Linked DNA regions of Mus musculus: regions 1 and 2 are each linked to region 3. A link is a contact called in public Hi-C and promoter capture Hi-C data. All regions are on one chromosome and are shown on one strand. The core of a region is the stretch at or near the end of the contact, and the rest is flanking DNA. Distances in the headings are between cores, read along the strand shown. Region 1 holds the start of Edrf1 (erythroid differentiation regulatory factor 1). Region 2 holds the start of Bc1 (brain cytoplasmic RNA 1). Region 3 holds the start of Ppp2r2d (protein phosphatase 2, regulatory subunit B, delta).

The links. Promoter capture Hi-C pulls out the DNA fragments that hold promoters and counts their contacts. A called contact is a pair of places that touch in the nucleus more often than the background predicts.
Region 1: a contact with region 3 is called in a promoter capture Hi-C map of pre-B cells, with 4 times the contacts expected there. The contact joins the promoter of Edrf1 here to the promoter of Ppp2r2d in region 3. A contact is called at or near these places in 1 of 39 promoter capture datasets (pre-B cells) and 3 of 484 Hi-C or Micro-C datasets (CD4 T cells, CD8 T cells and embryonic stem cells).
Region 2: a Hi-C map of CD8 T cells shows a contact between it and region 3, with 6 times the contacts expected there. The contact joins the promoter of Bc1 here to the promoter of Ppp2r2d in region 3. A contact is called at or near these places in 3 of 484 Hi-C or Micro-C datasets (CD4 T cells, CD8 T cells and regulatory T cells).

The regions. Positions count from the first base shown.
Region 1 is chr7:133,636,322-133,639,624 of GRCm38.p6, reverse strand. Edrf1 (erythroid differentiation regulatory factor 1) reads right to left here and starts at 1,950. Exons shown (of 25, transcript NM_178115.4): 1 at 1,702-1,950; 2 at 510-718. The coding sequence starts at 1,812.
Region 2 is chr7:144,912,912-144,916,476 of GRCm38.p6, reverse strand. It overlaps Bc1 (brain cytoplasmic RNA 1), which reads right to left and starts at 2,007. Exons shown (of 1, transcript NR_038088.1): 1 at 1,854-2,007. LTO1 (ABCE maturation factor) reads right to left here and starts at 1,377. Exons shown (of 4, transcript NM_001357869.1): 1 at 1,148-1,377; 2 at 1-49. The coding sequence starts at 1,239.
Region 3 is chr7:138,844,136-138,847,742 of GRCm38.p6, reverse strand. It overlaps Ppp2r2d (protein phosphatase 2, regulatory subunit B, delta), which reads right to left and starts at 1,357. Exons shown (of 9, transcript NM_026391.2): 1 at 1,228-1,357; 2 at 1,039-1,131. The coding sequence starts at 1,234. Mapk1ip1 (mitogen-activated protein kinase 1 interacting protein 1) reads left to right here and starts at 1,476. Exons shown (of 2, transcript NM_001045483.1): 1 at 1,476-1,786.

The DNA of each region.
Region 1 (3,303 bases), core at 701-3,200, 5.2 Mb after region 3:
GGAGGAAAAAGAAAACACGGTTAAAACAGCCTACAAGAATATAGACACAGCATAAGACTCCCAAATACTCACAACTTTAAAAACCACCAGTAGAATTTCCAGTGTGGGTCAAGGGTGTAGGTTACCCAGCATTTGGGGTTTTAAACCTCAGGCTTTTCCAAATACTCCATCATATTTAATAAACACTCCAAAGGGCAAGCCGAGCAGCAGCTTAAGTCTTGCCCCTCGCATACCATCCTATTTGCACATATGAAAGCAGACACAACAGGCTAAAACAGCTGATGAGCAGTCAACGTGTACACGTTATCGTGACATGCTGCAGCCTGGAAGAAAGCATGTACCTCTGAAATCTTCTTACTGTACCATGGACTTTGGATGACAACTATATTCTTTTACTAAAAATATCTGAGCAAGTGAACATGCATCTCCAATTGAACTGCGAAGCAGCTTTCAGAGCTTCGAGCCGGGGTTGAGAGGGAGGGAAAGAAATGCCAGCGATTAAAATTTACCTTGAAAACGGCTTGCTTTTCTTACTATTGCCAAGAATGGTGGTTCCTGCTGGCCCTAGTTTGGCACTCTCTCGTAACCAGTTGGCAGGTGGGAGTTTCAAGTCTGTTTTTTCTTCGAGACGTGCAAACGCTGTTCGAGGAGGGGCAGAAGAGTATTTTACCACAGCTCTGCTTTTCACTTCGTTGCCTCCAAGAAATAAGGCCGATCCCTAAATAACATATGGAATGAAGCTTTAATGAACACTGCCAGGAACGACAATCTCACTTTCATAAAAATGAATTAAGAACCCACCAAATCAGGATTCACAAGGAGCCTCAGCTGCGTGTCAGCTCTAACACTTAATAAACAAGCTTAAATTACGCTTACTTAGCTGTTTTTCACGAAACTAAAAAAAAAAAAAAAAAAAAAAAGGATCAATCAAGAAGTGGACAGGGGCCAACCAACCTGCTTTTTAAAAATCTGGGCATAGTAGTTGCAAACACAAGCTTCAAGCACTCTGGAGGCAGAGGCACAAGGGCCAGTGCAAGGTCTACGTCCAGCTTGACTGCCCGGTCTGCATAACCAGTTCCACACCAGCCAAGACTCAACCCGGTACGATGAGTCACAGAAAAATGTAGACTCAGAAACTAAGTGCGCTCAACTGTGTCCTGTCAACCGCATGTAAAACGAGCAAGACTTCTGTACGGTTCTAATGGAATATTTTTAAGTAGCATAAGTCAATGACAAACGTCATTTGCAGGACGTGTTTATTTTTACCAAACACACAGCGATTGATCGGTAAGCTCATCGCATCCCATTCTACATTAGCTCCGTAGCTGACCCTACACCCACCCGGGCATGCTCAATGTCTGGACCCGCTGTTCGACTCTCCTTCGAGAACCCTTCCAGGCGTTGCAAATTCTCTGTGCCCTCCCTGGGTCCGTCCCTCTCTCCTCTGCCTGCCTTCGGCGGGCTGTGACACACACACACTCTATAGCCCGTCCACTGGCGCCGAGTGCGAAGCCAGGGGTGTTGCGCATTGCAAGCAAACGCCTGCCTGCACACCCGACGACAGGCTCGCCTGGTGATTCATTCCGTACTAGAGGTGCTAAGGAGGCGTGGAAGAAAGTTCCAGAAGCCCCACGTCCCCCTCCCAGGCCCGCAAACCCCCCAAGCCCCTGCAGGTCGCGCTCCGCCGCCGCCGCCTCTCACCTGTGCAGAAGGCTCCTCGGAGTCCGCCTGGGACAGGAGGCTGAGCCCTCCTCGGGCGGCCGCCCCTGAAGGAGAAGCCTCGGCTCCTGCTTCCTTGGGGTCCCCCATCATTTCCGACCCTGGGGAGGCGACCAGACGCGCGAGCCCTGGAGGCGGCGACAGGAACGCGGGCCCAGAGTCGCAGGAGAACCTCAGAGCGAGCGACTCGGACACTCAGCGGCTCGCACTTCCGGCGGCTGCCAGGAAGAGCTCGAGGTAGCGCGATGAAATCTCGCGAGATTCACCCAAAGGTCCAGCCCGTCCTCCGGCTCTGGCTCCTCCTTCGCGGTCCGGGCAGGAGCTGCCGCACGCCGTTGCCTGTCACACCATTAGGGCGGACACTTCTCGCGATACACGCCTCCCGGGCTCCTCCCCCTCGCTCGTGGCCGGTCTTTGTTGGCAAACAGTTAATGAGACTTGAGTCAAAGTCGCGGTGGCTGGGGTGGGGCGGTGCCGCCTTGGGTATTCGCGTAATCAAAGCTGGTGGCATCAAGGCCCTCGCAGGCGGCCGCTCTCTTGGGGCTTCTCCGAGTTGCACACGCGCGGGGACCTCCGTGGGTCTCAGCACCCTCAGATCAGTGGGGCTGAAGCAAGGAGAGAGAAGCCATCAGTCTGTTTAATCGGTTTCTAGGCAGCGCTCATGCAGCCCTGGCTGGTTTCGAACTCGCAAAATAGCCGAGAGTGACCTTGAACTTGACACTCTGCCTCCAGCTCCCGAGGGCTGGGGTTTCTTTCTGCCCGAGGATGGAACCCAGGGCTTCGTGTAGGCTAGGCAAGCACTCGGAGCTACATTTCCACCCTGCACCCAATAACAGACAAACTGCTACATTCCTCATAAAACATATATATTTGAGGTAAAAGGTTTTGTTTTATGTCGAGGTATTACGTTTTGGGTTTTTTTTTTTTTTTTTTTTTTTTTTAAATGTGTTTTGAGTGCTTTGGCTGCGTGTGTGCATGCAGTGCCCGCAGAAACCAGAAGAGGGCATCAGATCTCCTGGAACGGGAGTTACACGCAGTTGGGAGTTGTGGGCTGTGGGTGCTAAGCTGTGTCCTCTGCAAGAGCAGAAAGTGCTCCTAATGGCTGAGCCAGGACGGAGGTATACGTTTTCAGTTTTCAGTGTTTTGGCCTTTGCAATTATTTAGCCATGCCAGGTTATAATTTTCCTTAGTCTCTAAAAACCCAGTAACTGAAAAACTTTAGGAGTTCTCGGAGAAAGCAGATGCAGTCTGCAAATTGCTTTCATGCAAAACAAGACATTTTTATGAATTAACTTTTTGGTGCATATTTTGCAGATCCTTACTTTAAAGCATGTTTTGTGATTTTTTTTTAAACTACTCTGTATTTAGAGCCAGTTTTTGTTTGTTTGTTTGTTTGTTTGTTTTGTCCTTTTCGTTGTTTATTACATCAGAGGCTAGCAGGCTCGTCACATAAAAGCTTGTGCCAAACAAAACTGAGGGCCCGAGTTCCATGTCATCCCTGGACCCCACTGTAGAAGGAGAGAACTGACTCTGGAAAGCTCCCCTCTGGCCGTCACATGTCCTGTGGCATGAACACACACACAA
Region 2 (3,565 bases), core at 758-3,257, 6.1 Mb before region 3:
CAAGCTACTGCCTTCTTCATAGCCTTCCTGATATCCCTCCCCATGGAATCTGTGATAAAGAAACACACATCATCAGGCAAGATACCTCTTCCTGCCTTGTATTATCCAGATCCCACTGGACCCAGCAGTCTGGGTAGTAGGAAAAGCTTAAAACTCAAGTCACAGAATACAGCTTCTAGGTCTAGCTCTTCTACACCCTGGCCCATTACTGTGCCCATTAGTCCCATTTTTGAGGCAGTATCTCACTGTGCAGCCAAGGCTGGCCTCCAATTCAAGCAGCCCTGCCTCTAGCTCTTGAATGCTGAGATTACAGGTGTGTGCCACCATCTCCAAGAGGAGCCCTGATACATATGGGCTACATTCTGTGGCAAACACTCTACTAACTGAACTACAGCCCCAACCCCTAGAAAGCCAGGTTATCATCTGTAACTGTAGGTAGGCTACACAGATGACTACCAAACCCAGCCGAGCACCAGAACCCACAAGGAAAATGTAAAGATACAAACTCAAGCAAGCTCGGAACACACTAGGAATCTACTTTTGAAAATGTAGGTGTGAGGGTAGGTGCATCTGAGCCTACATGCCATCATAACTCAACCTGTTTGTTTCTAAAACACTCCAAGCACCCAGGACTCCTCACACCTCTGTAGAGGTACAGAAAATGTCCCCAAGATCAAGACAGTATGCCACCACTGGGATGCTCTGGGTAGGTGGGTATTATTGTGTCTAAGAGTTCAACCCTCAAACTGGCAATAAATTGCTGCCGGCGCTGTTGAAGGAATGTTCTGGAAGCCCCCATGTGAGGCAGTGAACAGCTCCCCATTTGGGGGCGTGGGCATCTGCCAGGACCCGACTCCCTAAACCGAGCCTGAGCAGTCACCCGGGGAGGTACCCAACCCACAATGAGCAGCCAGCCTGGAGAGGCCAAGATGACCTGGGCCACCGTCCCGCCCAGGCGTTCCCTGGGGACTTTTCAGGATCCAAAGGGGCCTGCCCGACATATCCATCAGCAGACCCATGAATACCGCCGTATGTGCGGCAATTAAAGGACAAGAAAAAGTGGCAGCTCGCAGATGGCGAAGGCGGGTATCCCCGAGGACTGCCCAGCAGCTGCCGGGGCGGGGCGGAGCCGGGTCTCTCTGCCCACCTCTCATCCGCCATCACGACGGCGTCAAATATGTCCTGCTCCACGGCCATGGCGGTGTCTCGGCTCTCCCCCGGCCCTCGCATTCCTTTCATTCTGTGTAGTAATCGCCAACTGGCGAGACGCGATCACAAACGCCCGGATTGTCAGAATGAAGAAGACACTTCCGTGTATGCCGCGCGGAGCAGGGCGGGTAAGGACGGCAAGCTAAAGAAGCCAAAAAAAAAAAAAAAGCCCATCCCACTGCGCATGGGTAGATGCTACATGGGCGGGGCTAGCCCGAGGGAAGCCTTGCTCCTCCTCCTTGGTACCGCTCGCTCCGTGGTGGGTGGGGCGGGTCAGGTCGCTTGGGGCACGTCGTCTGGGTCGCTCGCGGTGTCCAGACGAACCCTGCTTTTATTTTCAAAATCCAAACAGATGGGACCGAATTCACAAACGTGGGTCTTAAAGAAATGAGAAAAGTTACCAAAGATCTGGCACAGGGGCGTTCCCAGGAAATGGAGGAAGGGCCCAAGGGGCAGGCTTCAAGGAGGGAGGAGTATCCGGCATCCTCTGCTGTCACCGGACTGTCAATCACCGCATCTGTACACTGCACCGGACCCTCCCTGAGGGCTGGAAACGATTTGATACTGCGATATCCTAAAGGGCAGATAATAAATATTGCCCCCAGACATGAAAATGCCCTTGGGGGGGGGTCTTTGAAAATGAAAAAGGTTGTGTGTGCCAGTTACCTTGTTTTTTTTTGGTCTTTTTGTTATTTTGTCTTTTTTTTTTTTTTTTTTTTTTTCCAGAGCTGAGGACCGAACCCAGGGCCTTGCGCTTGCTAGGCAAGCGCTCTACCACTGAGCTAAATCCCCAACCCCGAACGCTAGCACTTGCTGCCAGTATTTAAAGCAAAACTGAAGTATTTCATACACAGTCAAGTATCAGGTGGTTCCGAAGGGCTGGCCGGCAGGAGGAGCCACTTTGTCCAAGCGCTCCAATCTCACAGGCACCCACTCTTCAAACAGCAGAAATTGAAGTTAGTTTTCTCATCATTTCCATCAGAGATACCTTCCAAAGTATAGTTTTAAAGAGTATTCCACAGTACAGTAAGTTCCTTAGGCAACAATTGCTAACAAGTTAATCAGCTCCTGTATAAAAGAGACCAGAGATACAACACTGTAATTGATGGAGGGCTGAATAAGTAAACACGCCACTTGAACTGAATTTCATCTGTGCAAATGAATCCTTAACTATAACAAAATGCTTTTTGAAAATGAGAACTACTGTGTCAGACAGAAGAGAGAAGTTTGAGTCTGGTGATGAACATGATGGCATGTTGACTGAAGAAGAGATAAGCCTGGAGAACAGCCTAGAATGTCTCCTAGGAGTAAAACTTCCGTGATAAAAATAAAATCACAAACTTCAGGAAGGATAGAGCAGTGAGCACTCGCCATGACAGGCAAGTATGGTTTCTCAGGAAAATAAAGTGAGTCCCTCACACTCTGCTCACGCTGCTCACACTGCTCATCAGAAGAGTCTACACCAAGTAAAAAGTTAACCACAAAAAGAAAAAGGAGGCCAGGTGCGGTGGCAAAGGTCTTCTTTTAATCCCAGCACTTCGGAGGCAGAGGCAGGCAGATTTCTGAGTTCGAGGCCAGCCTGGTCTACAGAGTAAGTTCCAGGACAGCCAGGGCTACACAGAGAAAACCTGTCTCAAAAAATGAAAAGAAAAAAAAAGATGTGGGTACAAAACAGATTCATCCTGGAAGCAGGGACAGTGGCCCCCACTTGTAAGCCCCATGTGGGAAGCTGAGGGAAAAGAACTGCCATGAATCTGAGGCCAACCTGGGCTACAGAGTGCATTCCAGACTGGTCTGGGCTGAAGAGTGAGACCATATCTCAAAACATAAAATATAATTGTTTAGAAATAGATGAATGAGCCGGGCGTTGTGGCGTACGCCTTTAATCCCAGCACTTGGGAGGCAGAGGCAGGCGGATTTCTGAGTTCGAGGCCAGCCTGGTCTACAAAGTGAGTTCCAGGACAGCCAGGGCTACACAGAGAAACCCTGTCTCGAAAAAAAACAAAAAAACAAAAAAACAAAAAAAAAAAGAAATAGATGAATGAATGAATGAATTCATCCTAACAGGAGAAAATAGCAAGCTAATGGGCCTTTTGTATGGCACAGAACTGAGCAGCAGGTGTCTGGCCTTTAAATTGGGTAGAGTCCCAGGAGGAACAGACGGAGTCCACGGAAAGAGCAGCCAGAAGTAGCATCTGCCTTCTGAGATGGTTAAAGGCCCTGAGCCCTCTGTTTGGTGGAATTAAAGGGAACTTTCATTGTTCACCAATGTATGAATTTGAGCTGACTTTTGGTCAGATGGTTCAAAAGGATAAGAAGGTCATTTGAAAGTCTGTCCGCTTTGACCTGGTAGTTT
Region 3 (3,607 bases), core at 108-2,607:
GGATGGGACAACATCAAAAAACAAAGTCTGGAGAAGTGACTTTAAAGAGCAGTGTGGGAAGAGAAAACACTACTCAGTTAAAAAAAGAAAACCGCCACTACTGTAGCGCTTCAGGAGACCCCATGACAAATAAGTTCCTCTTGCTCAACAACAAGAGGTGGAGATCCAGGGCTGACCGACGTCTACCTGGCCAGAGATTGGACTGGACAGACTAGCACACCTACGACCACAAACAGGGTATCCAGAGCACTCGGTGCTCCATCCCGTCCTGAGTCCAGTCCAGCATGGGCCCCCGGAGACTGATAACCCTGCATGGTTCTCCTTCCACCTTATACGGGTGCCAGGGAGATAGATGAAAGACCCTTTATATTGCATGGGCTCCCACATTAGTGTCTGGGACCTGATTTACCCCACAGGGCCTCAAGATCAACTGCCATGCCCCCCTATCTCTCTCCTTTCACAAAAATGGACCTCACCTCACCCCGTGGTACCAACTCCTAGCGGAATCCCGGGGTCGCTGCCTAGTGTCTACAGTCCTTTTTCTTCACTCCGTACAGACGCTAGTGAGACATGCATTTAAGATCGTTATACACCCCAGACTCCAAAGACCTGTGGCCGCATCTTCCTTACATGGCTCGATACCTCTGCCCCGGCCTTACCTTCTTACAGACCCTCGAGGCCGGCGTCCACGGTCGTCTCCCCATAGCCTCCCGAGGCTGGCCTCCATGGCCATCTGTGCCCACCGACCCCTGAGGCCGGCGTCATGGCCATCATCCCCATAGCCTCCCAAGGCTAGCGTCCACCGCCGTCTCCCCAACAGATCCCCGAAGCGGGACTCAGCCGCAGTCTCTCCCCAGCCCCGCGTCCGCAGCCGTCTCCCTACGGACACCCCTCCCTCTCTTCAGCCGCTGGCCGGCCGAGGGTCTCCCGGGACAACGCCGGTCAGGCGGGCAAAGGCGGCCGCGTCCGGACCGGCGGCTGAGCGAGCATGACCTTGCGGGGCTCGGGGGTTGGGGTGGGGTGTCGGTCGGGCCTCACCTTCCGCCACGTCCTCGTCGACAGCGCCCTTCACCTGCGAGAAGCACCACTGGAAGTCGTTGCCGCCCGCCGGGCAGCCGCCGCCTCCAGCTCCTGCAACAGAGCGCGCCGTCAGGCCGGCCCCGCCCCGCCCCACCACCGTCCAGTCCGCCCGCCCGCCCCGCTCGCTCGCTCGCGCACGGCCCTCACCTGCCATGGCGCGGGCGGGACGCGCCCAGCCGAGCGCGGCCGACCGAGGCGCTCCGAGCGCTCAGCCCCGGCCGCCACCGCCGCCGCCGCTGCCGCCACCGTCGCCGCCGCCGGGGAGGGAATTTTTTCCCCTTTTCAAAATGGCGCCCAATGCCCGTCGCCCCGCCGGATGACGTCATCCCCCTCCGCCTCCTCCGACGGTCAGTGCCGCGGGGGCTGCCGGGGGCGCACCGTGCGCCGACTGCGTCTGCGCGAGCTGTCTTGAGGTTGGACCTACGTAGCCGCTGCGGTCCAAGGAGAGGAGTGTCTTGGACTAGTCCGCTGGCAGATAGAGGCGGCCTTCTCGAGTCGTGTCAAGGCTAGGACGCGACGCCCTCTACGTTCTTAAGGCCTCAGACTTTCTTCTGCGGCCGGCTGGACTGGATGCTCGAAGGCCTGGGCCTTTCCTACAGCTGAGCCAACGGGAACGCGGAACCTCCGTGGATCTGCCAATAGAGAGCGCTCGGCCGTGGGCAGGCGGGGCCTCTGATCCCCGGAGCACCTGGAACCCAGCACCTGCGTGCGTAATTTTGCCCATCATCCAGGCTCTCTTGCCCCCAGAATCTTTGATCGTAGCTTCTGAGCACTGATCTCATCAGAGTGCTACTTCAGGGATTCTTTGAGCTCTCAGTATAGCCCCTAGGGAACCGTTCTCGACATTTGCTTTATTTGTGGGTGTGTTTTTCTAGCATGAAGAGGAATTATTTGTTCGTGGGCTTGACTTATCCGAAATCACTATGAAGTTGGCAGTGAGCGTACTGCACCACTAGAGGGCAGTTGTTCCAAACCAGAGCATTCTCCACTTCAAAAATGTTTTGCCTTTTAGCAAGTGCTTTTTCTATTCTCAGTCTTGGCTGGGATGCTGCTTGTGTAGAGGTGATGTGTCTGTCCTGGTGGAGTTTACTCTTCAGCGGAGAAGAGACAATAAGAAAAACCTGGGGAAAGTTAAGTGGACTAGAGTTAAATACAACACAGAAGCAGGGGAAGGAGATTGGAGCAGTTGGTATCTTTAGGAGAGCAATTAGAGGAGATAAGAAAGAATCTCAGGCTGACGTCTTGGGCGGCTGCTAGAAATGAGAACAGCTAGTGCACAGGCTGGGCCACCCTGACCTTTTCTTTCCGATGTTTTATTTTTAATTCAATTGCACACACACACTTTGATTAGGGTCTTGCCATGTAACATGAGGCTGGTCTCTAAATTGAAATACGTCTGGTTCCACCTCGTTGGCGCTGGGTTTACAAGCACGGAGCACACCTAAGCTTGCTAATGTGTTTAAAGGGCAGCAAGAAGCTGTGGGGAGAACAGAAGTGGCCAAGGAAGGCTAGTCATAGCAGTGGAGGCAAGGTGGTCCGGGACAGAGCAGGAAGCTGTTTTCAGGGGGTGAACTCTGATGAGAGGGCTGGCTATGGCCAAGAGCTGGAGAAAGTCATGAAGAAATAGGGCCTTCCATCAGTAGCAGCACTCAGGGTTGTTTCTGAAAGAACTGTCTCTGAGTTAAGTAGGAGGATAAAATGAGCTGCATGTGTCTGGGTGTATGAGAGTAATGGAGAAGAATAAGAGACATGGAGTAGTGAGGATATAGGAATGTCACCCAGATGACACTCCAGAGCATCAGGAGAGTTAAGAGCATATGTATAGTTCTGGGAGGACGTTTTGGGAGGAGCCTGAGGACGGAATTCCAAGCCTGGGAAGAAGCATTCTGAGACTGCTTGCAGAACTGGGGTTTAACTTAAGTTTATCCAGACTCCATGTAGGCATGGGTATCTCAAGTAATGCCAAGTGATCTCGATATTCCTATCTGCCTAATTGTAGCTGCATGTTTAAGTTATGTAGCTAGACAGCACTGTCACATGTGTGTCTGTGTGTACTGGGGTGCTTCTTAATGAAGAATGACAGACCGAATGGACAGAACTGTAAGTAGCTGCCTTAATAATTAGTGGCAGGCAGTATATTTGGCTTACACTTCCACATTATAGTCCATCACTGAAGGACATCATGGCAGGATCCTGGAAGCAGGAGCTGATGCAGGTCATGGAAGTGTGCTGCTTACTGGCTGGCTCCTCATGGCTTGCTCATCCTGCTTTCTTACAGATCCCAGAACCACCGGGACAGAGGTGGCTCCACCCATAATAGGCTGGACTCCTCCCCATCAATTACCAATTAAGAAAATAACAGGTTTGCCCTCAGGTAGATCTGAGGGAGGCATTTTCTCCATTGAGGTACCCTCCTCTCAGATGACCCCACCCTGTCAAGTTGACATGAAATGAGCCAGCATAGGCCAAATTTAACTTTTTAAAATATATGCACATCTATGCCCAGGCCAGAAGAGGGTGTTGGATC